Linked DNA regions of Podarcis muralis: region 2 is linked to region 1. The links are chromatin contacts, called in public Hi-C maps. All regions are on one chromosome and are shown on one strand. Each heading gives the region's core, a stretch centred on a gene start, on an enhancer-like site or on the middle of the called end of the contact. The rest is flanking DNA. Distances are from core to core; before and after follow the strand shown. Region 1 holds the start of BBS5 (Bardet-Biedl syndrome 5). Region 2 holds the start of ZC3H15 (zinc finger CCCH-type containing 15).

The links. A called contact is a pair of places that touch in the nucleus more often than the background predicts.
Region 2: a Hi-C map of tail shows a contact between it and region 1, with 5 times the contacts expected there. The contact joins the promoter of ZC3H15 here to the promoter of BBS5 in region 1. A contact is called at or near these places in 2 of 3 Hi-C or Micro-C datasets (blood and tail).

Annotation. Positions count from the first base shown.
Region 1 is chr1:110,059,260-110,063,910 of rPodMur119.hap1.1, forward strand. BBS5 (Bardet-Biedl syndrome 5) reads left to right here and starts at 2,046. Exons shown (of 11, transcript XM_028747865.2): 1 at 2,046-2,239; 2 at 4,188-4,270. The coding sequence starts at 2,061. It overlaps LOC114584541, which reads left to right. Exons shown (of 36, transcript XM_077937027.1): 36 at 1-1,055.
Region 2 is chr1:110,284,542-110,289,192 of rPodMur119.hap1.1, forward strand. It overlaps ZC3H15 (zinc finger CCCH-type containing 15), which reads right to left and starts at 2,512. Exons shown (of 10, transcript XM_028747978.2): 1 at 2,182-2,512. The coding sequence starts at 2,265.

The sequences.
Region 1 (4,651 bases), core at 796-3,295:
CCAGGCTTCAGGTTCCTTTCGACCTGCTCTTTGGGGCTGGCTGGGGGAGGCCCACCACCAGCACCAAAGAGCAGGTCAGGGAGCAGCGGAAAGGCGCAGCAGAGAGGCTCCTGCCATAGCCGCGCGTCACCTCTCCAGCTGGGAGAGGGTCGCGGGGCTATGGCTTCTTTAGCCCCGTGCGCGCTCTCCTGGCTGGAGAGGTGACGCACGGCTATAGAGGCTCCTGCCATAGCTGCGTGTCACCTCTCCAGCCGGGAGAGGGTCGCGGGGCTATGGCTTCTTTAGCCCCGCGCGCGCTCTCCCGGCTGGAGAGGTGACGCACGGCTATAGAGGCTCCAGCCGGGAGAGGGTCGCGGGGCTATGGCGTCTTCGCTCCATAGGACGCACACACATTTCCCCTTCATTTTTGAAGGGGAAAAAGTGCGTCCTGTAGAGCAAAAAATACGGTACTTTTAAAATAGCTCATAGCATTCCAATTATGCTGCTGAAAGTGAATATTGACAAGCAGGCAGCATGGCAAAATTACCTGTAAAGCTACATTAAATGTATCCAAATAAATTGTATATTAATATGGCTCAGTCCTAAAACTTGCTGAACCAAAATATAAGAGATTAGAATGTGGGCATCAAACACTATGCCATGCTAGTTTCACAAAACTACTGCTTGCTCAGTAGAATACTGGCACTGCAGGTAGATACATCAGTGCTGTATATATGTTTCAAAGTGGGTTGTTAATTTGTTACCTCTGTCAGCATATGCCCATAAATATCTGCATTCCATGTTTTTTGTTTTTGTTTACTAGCATACATTTATCAGCATTAAACGTGCAAGAGGTACTTTATGCATAAAATATACTAAAATACTTTTTGCACTAAGTGTATTTCTGTGCCACTAGAAAAATCTGAGAAATCTGCAAAACTAACATCTCATCTCACTGTGTTTATTAAAAGTGACTGTGTCTTTTAATCACTTCATATGAGGAAGATATTTAGAACTGAATGTTTGCTTTTGTGAAAAATGTAACCAAGAATAAATGATAATCTTCTTTCAAAATAGATTTATATACAGGCTGTAGTCTCTGTCCAATTCATAAGTTTACCTGGATCTTTCAAGTGCCTTGTGGATTTAATGTTAATGTTGCAATCTATGCATGCTTACTTAAGAGAAAGTCCTTTTGAAGTCTGTGGGATTTCTGAGCAACCACACACGCGTGGTTAACAAAAATCTTAACTTCAGACACATTGTACATTATTTAAAAATATTGCAGTTGCTGGCATCTCAAACTTATATTTAATATGCATGCACACCTTTCCACCAACTAACAGAATACCTGTTGTCACAATAATAGTATTTAGTGATATTTCATGGCAATAATAATTTCTGAAAGCCTAAACATTTTTAATTTTATTTAACACATTTAATACCCTGCCTTTCCTCAAGTAGCCCAAGAGTGCTGAAAACATGTTTAAATAATTATTTTAAAAAACAACTTGACATTTATTTTTTTTAAAAAAAACATAAAACCGCCAAACATTAAAACAAGAAGAAGAAAAATGCAATTACCCTAGAAAAACATAAGGAAAACATTTTAAATCATTTCAATAAAGGAATGTTCATTTAGGGACCACCAGAATCCTTCCTATAAGTAAGGTTTTGACCATCTTTCGGCTGGCTGTTGGGAGATAACCCTCCCTCCGAAAGGGGCGGCATCCCTAGTCCCAGCCAGGCAAATTTTCTGAGGAGGTTTTTAAATCTTGTTAGAAAACAACGCGCACAAATCCCACCGACTGGGCTCGATGGAACGTTTATTATTGATACCCCGCCTTTCCTCCAGGGAACTCCAGGCGGCATACCACTATTGCTCTCCCCACTTTTCTCCTTGCAAGAGCCCTGGGAGGTTGGCTCGGCCGCCTGGCATTCTTAGGGGCCCAGGAAACCAGTTTGCTATATGCACCCCGCAGGCGCGCCTTGGCATCCCTAATTTGATCCGCCAAGCGTCGTTAACGAGAGCGCCGATCGCCTGCAGCAGAAAAGCACGCACAGCCCTAGAAGTCCCGAGCATGCGCACAATAGGCTTCTTCGCGCGCCGCGCCGAGGAAGTTTGTCCCCAGCCGGCGCCCGTCGGGGAGTTGCCAAGGAACGGCGCACGGAAGCCGAGACGGGGCCCGGCGGTCACCATGGCGGCCACGGCGGACTCGCTGTGGGAGGACAGGGACGTCCGCTTCGACATCACCTCTCAGTGAGTGTTCTCGCGCGAACGGCGGCTCCCTTTCTCGCTGTGTCCCCCGCGCGGGCGGCTTCGTCGCGACAGGGAGTTCGCGACCCCGGCCTCGCTAAGTAGCCGTTGGCAAAGCGGCCGCTTCTTCCGGGCCTCGCGAGCCCGAGAGCGGAGAGCGCCGTTTCCTTCAAGCATGTCAGCGCCATCTTGCGGGCGCCGAGGGTTCCGCCCTCGCCGTTAAAAATAAAACTCGGGATTCGCACACGCGTCTTTGGTTCCCCACGTTCTTTAGGGCATGGCTCATCTCGGGGCTCTTTTATTTGTTAAGCGGGCTTCCTCAGGTCCCTGGACGCCAACGGCCTCTCCTCTCAACACAAAAAAGTCGCACTTGATATATTATTATGTCAATATCAATATTATTTATTGAATTTATATACTTTCCCTACACCTTTAAAGCCCGTCCGAAGCATATTTGTTGCTCCCTAAAAGAATTATGGGCGTCGTACTTTTAAGGAATTGCTGGGAATTGTAACTCTGTCAGTCTTAAAGTTTACAGCGCCCAGGATTCTTTTGAAGGGGGGGAGATGTGCTTTAAAATGCAGTTTGTATGCAGCCTCCGGATTAGATCTGCGGGTTAGCTCTTCTCCCGTTCACACAACCACTATCTCTCAGGCCCAGCCTACCTCACAGGGTTATTGTGAGGATGAGTGGGGGGGGGGGCCTCGTTGGAGGACGAAGGGGATAAAAGAAATGAAATCAAACTGGATAAATGGTCAAGGACAGTTATTAACTCTTTTATTTGTATAGCCGTAATTTTTCGGAACGTATTTTGTATAGCCAACCATCTAGCTATATCTGCATTTTATTTATTCCTTCGCTGTGGCTTGTGGCTGATGCAAATGATTTTTTTAAAAAACTGGATAAAGTGTAGCCTGTCGTTTTTTAAATTGGTAATTGGTCAAATTGACAATCTAAAATGCAGCAATATCTCTCTCCATGGCTGATACTTAAAGAGAAAAAGGTGTCTCTGGCCTGGACAGAACAGACAAGTACGTGATTTTAGACTTGTTTATACAGGTTATACTTTATATAAACTGTTTCACCAGGTCTGTAAATATGTACCATGTGCCTGTTGATGCAAGATAGCTTGAATTCGCTGCCATAAGATGTAGTGATGACTATAAGTGTTGGGACAAATTCATAGAGGATAAAAGAGTGGCTATGCTGGTCATGTTGGCTGGGAACTGACCATTGCTACTTGCCCCGGAGATGGGACCAATTGCAACTTTGTAAATAAGTCCAGGAAAAATTGCTAGCTTGCTGGGGACAAGGAGGTTGACTGAGAAAGGATAGAGAGTCCTACCTTCCTCCAGCAGCCCCTCTGTATATCTGTGATGGGCATGAAGGATGTTTTTCCATCCTCTGTCAGCTTGCTTGGTTTCTGGCCTGTGCCTAGGGAAGGGCCTGAGAACTTGGTCTGCTCATTCACCTGCATGGTATTCTGTGCACCCACCTGTGTGTGATTCCTTGACACTGGTGGCTTCCAATGGATTATTTAAATAACAAGATGGATTAATAGCACTTTAAAAAAACAACTTGTTTCTTTCAGAATGGAAACAAGCTTACCAAGATGTCATACATTCCTCCTTGCAGGGAACTACTTTGATTGGAACCTACAGTTAAAACATTTGATTAACATTTTCAGTACTCATGAGAAGTAATGCAAAATGCAGATAGGTGAATTTCATTGCACAACTCTGCCATTTCAATTAGTGTTTCATATGGAAACATGACTCTTTTTGGTTAGGGAGAGGACAAGTTTTTTTCAAAGTCATTATAGATCTTGGATTTGTGTGTGTGCATGGTGACCATTATTGCCCCGAAGTGTTTTATTGGGATATTACTGGTTTACCTAAAGAAAAGAAAACCAAGGGCTGAAGCAGCAACTTAACATGCAATATTGTTATAGGCAAATGAAAATGAGGCCAGGAGAAGTTCTCATTGACTGTTTGGATCCTATTGAAGATACCAAAGGAAACAATGGAGAGAAAGGTACAACTTCTGGTTTCTATTGACCCTTTCTCCCTCTTTCTCAAACGCTACCTGCACTCTGTTCCAAGCTAAAAGTTTGCAGGTTCTTGTCAGGCAGTTTTTGGAGGGTTATTTCCCACCTTCCGCCCAGCGTTATTTTATTGTTTCACAAATGTGTGTTCTTCTGCATGCCTGGGGGATTCCCCACATATGTAGAAGCCATGACCTTATTTTTGGATTGCAGCATTTTGCTTCCCAAGTGATTGGCACTGGGCCACCTGAGTTTGCTATTATTAGAGATTACGATAATGTGTCGGTTCAGATGTCCAAGATTGCCATGTGTATTTATTTATTTATTATAAATATTTATAACTTGCCTTTATATCCTTTCATTGTGATTTA
Region 2 (4,651 bases), core at 1,262-3,761, 230 kb after region 1:
TATGCAAATAAAGGAGGGTGAGCCTACCCAGTTATCCAGAAATTTTACTATGGGACTGTGATAATTCTTTTTAAAAGAACTTAAAGGTTTCTGAGTTCATGGATTAGAACAAACTACAATATAGAATTACAATAACCATGTTTAGATGACCAATTAAAATGGAAGCAAAATATTCTGCATGCAGAGGACGTTACTGACAACAATATACAACTGATTTGGGCACAAAATTCTGTAACATGGTCCCAATTGCTACTGTAATAGCAGTACATTTATAATTATAATTTCGAATTTTCTACAATATTAATTTTGCCCCATATAACATATATGGCCTTTTCTCTTTGAATTCATCTCTGTTGAACTGCTAAACAGGAATACCTATTCATTCAAAAAAGAAAGTTTTTTTGCAATTGAAATTGCTCCAGTGTTAAAAGAACCAACACTTTTCATCTAAAAGTTTTAAAAGATGTACATCATGTGGATCATATTTAGGCAAAGTAACATAGCAATTCACCTTTCACTTCTAACACTGTCATAACTTAATATGGTGTGTCATGTGTACTGGTTAAATTATTTGAATGTCAGGGTTAAAGTCTAAAGAACAGTCTTATTTTATCATACTATTATATTAATAATATCAAGGAACATTTTTGTTTTGGTTCAAAATCTATCTATCAGCCTGACTCCAATATTTCATCTGGTTTAGAGTCCTACCAAGGGGTATCACCATATGGTTATTAGCATTACAATTCCATACCAATGCATGTTCACTCAGAAGTAGAAACCCAACAGGGTTATCAATGACTCTGATTAGTTTAAACATGATCACTCAGTAATAAACCAGACTAAGTTGTTTTACTCCAAAATGCACACAGCTCTCTTAATCCCACCATTACAAATTGTTTTGTATCTTTCAGTACTTTACTTTTTTGAAGAGATGCTGGAGGGCTTATCCACCTGAAAACATGACCCTTTGATCAGGAATTTGGAAGCCTTTCCCATAATAATGATGTGTAGGAATTTTACCACCATAGTTCAGTGTACAGAGTACATGTTTTGTATGACTTGCATGAGAAAGGGTCCAAGTTCAATCCCTGGCAAATATGTAGGGCTAGGAAAGGCCTCATTAAAAGTGCAGCTGCCAACCAATGTAAACAATACCAGACTAGATGAATCAATGACCTGACTATAGAAGGAAGTGCATGGACACTTTCTGTGCGCTGCTCTGGTTCACCAGAAGCGGCTTAGTCATGCTGGCTCCCTCGGCCAATAAAGCGAGATGAGCGCTGCAACCCCAGAGTCGGCCATGACTGGACCTAATGGTCAGGGGTCCCTTTACCTTTACCTATGGAAGGAAGTTAAGTTCAGGCATTAGAAACAAATGCCTGGGCTCAGCCTTTTTATTTATTACCATGCCACTTTCAAAATAATACTGAAATATACCCTCTGAAAAATAGTACTGATAGAAAAATATGAGGCATATAGTCCTGTGCATTACTCCAAAGTTGGAGAGATATCCAGTACCTATAGCTTCTTTAAAACAGGTGGCTAAGCTGTGGGCCTTCCTGATTCTGTGGGGACTCCCAATTCCCATCAGCCCAAGCCAATCTGACCAAAGGTTAGGGATGACAGGAGTGATAATACATCAACATCTGGAAGGCCACATGTTCCCCAGCCCTGCTTTAAAGCCTTGTAATAATTAAACAGGAGCGGAGAGCACATAAACAGGAATGGCAATACTAATTTATGACGCCACCTGAGGATCTTGGACTCAGCTCAGGACCAGAATCAGTGTAGCCTTCGAAACCTGTACTGGGTGCCAAGTCCAGCCAAGGAAAGCGAAGCAGGTAATTACAGAGAGGTGGCATCTTCACTACCCTGCTAAAAGTTGCCTACCTCTTTGTCTGGATCGCACAAAATCAGAACACAAATTGGGGGGGGGGGACCTCCTGGTTTATTGGTTCTCTAGACGAAAACACCCACCACCCCAGAACATGTCTGGGAGAAATGACATGAGCTGAAACTTCCCCCCTTCCTAAAATGTTAGCTTTCTACATGCAGGGTACACATTGGGTAGGTTTGGAGGCCACGCTGTTAAAAAGCTTTCCCTACAGTCCTTAGTGGTACAGCCCCAAAACAGAGCTTGACCCCCCCCCCACGATAATTGGGCCTAAATTGTCTCACCTCGATGATCTTCTCCTTCTTTTTCTGATCTGCCTTTTTGTTACCCGCCCCCGATGCTGCCGGTGCCTGTTTTTTGGGGGGCATTTCGGAAGGGGGGGGGAGGAAGAGGAGGGAAGAGAACGGGTGGGGGGGAAGGGAAGAAGACGCCGCCGAGGCCCAGAAGCAAAAGCGACCCCCACGCCTTTGCTTAAACGCCAAGCGGAGGGGAGGGGGGCTCGGCTGGGGGTGGTGGCGGCGGCGGGCAAGCTGTGAGGGGAGACTGATGGAATCCACCACCGGCAGAACGAGGGCTTCGCGTTTGCGACAAGCCGTCAGTGACGGAAGCGGCAGAGCATTATGGGAACGGGAAGAGACGAGGAAAAGCCGAACGTGACCAGAGAGAGCGCGCACGCGCGCAAGAGCCTTTCCCTCCCCGGCCCGCCGCCGCTCTCGACGCTCATCGCCTCGCTCCCACAGTGCATTGCGAAACCCTGACAGGACAAGGCAAAGGGCGGAGCTTAGTTAAGCCCCACCCGCCAGAGAACCCTCCCGCGGCGTGCGATTGCGTCACGGGGGCGGGGCTTAGGTTTCCGTTGAGGGTTCGGTTTCGCCGGGTAAAGGGGAGGGGGAAAGGTTCGGAGTGCTTCTCCTCAGAGGCTGTTAGTCTGAGGTGGTCAACTGCTTGTAACGTTCGTCGCGCCTCTGTCCCTCGCTTGTGTTAAGGACAGCAAAATATCTGGAAGCCTTCTTTATTAAAAGTATGACTTCGGCCCTCCTAAAGCGTTCTGAAAACGTCCTGAGGCAAGATGAGGCGGCTGCTTCAGGCGGCAGGGCTCGCAGGGGCAGCAGATCCAGCTTCACAAGGGATGCGTCGTCTGCTGCTGCTGCAGCTGCTGCTATCCTATCTTTGACAAGGTTAATGGAATCCAATAGCCACCAAAGTTTTGAAGGATGGTGTGACAGAGAGAAGCAGAAAATTAATATTTTGGTGAAATACGCACACGGCGCAACCCCCCCTTTGTTCTACGTTCGAGGTGGCAGTCATCCCAGTCATGGGTGTGGCAGGGAGGCAAGTGTCCCCCCCCCCCTAAATCAAGTAAATAAGTAAAAAAAAAAAATACTTAACTAAAAGTATACATTGTAGAAAGATTTTGACAGTTTTTTCTGAGCACAGGGTCAAAAGAAAGTAATTTAAAACAACAGTTAATGAGACATTTCATTTAGAATCTGCTAGACAGAGCCAGACAGGATGATGACAGATAGGTGCGTAGCTTAAATCCTGGCTACGCCCACGATTCCCTGTTTAGTGGTGCTTACTACATGTATGCATAGAATTGTGCTGCGTGTGTTTGCCTTTTTCTGGCTATAGGTTAATGCAGATTTCCCCTTTAAAGTTACAAACAGCTGACACCTTGTGGCCATTTGTATAAATGACAAGGACCTTTCTTTGGAGCAACACATTGCTCCCTTCAAAAAGCGTAGCTACATGGTTCAGGCTACACGTTCTCGTTTGTGTGGCGCCTCTGGTGTTGTGGGTCTGAATCCAGTGCAGGAGTGTGCATCTTAGAATAGGTCCTTTGACAGTATGGAAACTGAGTGGGCTGGCAAAGAAAAGCACTCTGTCTCTAAATCACTAGAGCAGGGGTCTGCAACCTTTAAGACAAAAAGAGCCACTTGGACCCGTTTCCGAAGAAAAAAAAACTGGGAGCCGCAAAACTCGTCATTATAAAAATAACCTTTTTGTCACTTTTTTATTATTTCTTTGTTTGACCCCTCAGAATTACTCCTCCTCATAGAAATAAACGTTAAATTAACAAGTTACCTTTTTGTGTGTGTGTGTTCTTCACTCCCCTTCAAAACAGTGACCAGCGTACATGCCCCCTTTCAATGCCGTGACCATTGAAGGTGATGTCCGGACGGTGCGTGACTAATGCATGCACCGCCCCCATGCGACGTCACAGCTAGTACAGCGCCCGCCACAGTGGGGAGTGTTGGGGCGCACAATGCGCCTCCTCCCCTCGCTAGTATCCGCCCCGGAGCCGCGGCAAAGGTGTAAAAGAGCCACATGCGGCTCCGGAGCCGCGGGTTGCAGACCCCTGCACTAGAATAAAGCATTCCCGCGTCACCAGTTTGTTGTGCTTCCCTTTTTAAAGCTCCGCTTCTTTGCTGCACGCTCAAAAAAGGGAGCCCCTGTCTCAGTACAGTACATGGGAAAGAAATGGAGCAAGCAAGTGATACAGCACATAATGATGAAGTCAAGCTGAGAGAGGTGTGCAGTATGGTAATGGGTGAGAACATGTGTAATGCATGTGTGATTGAGATAGGGATGGGTGTTGTTTGTTGTTGTTGTTTAGTCGTTTAGTCGTGTCCGACTCTTTGTGACCCCATGGATGAGAGCATGCCAGGCACTCCTGTCTTCCACTGCCTCCCGCAGTTTAGTCAAACTCATGCTGGTAGCTTCGAGAACACTGTCCAACCATCTCGTCCTCTG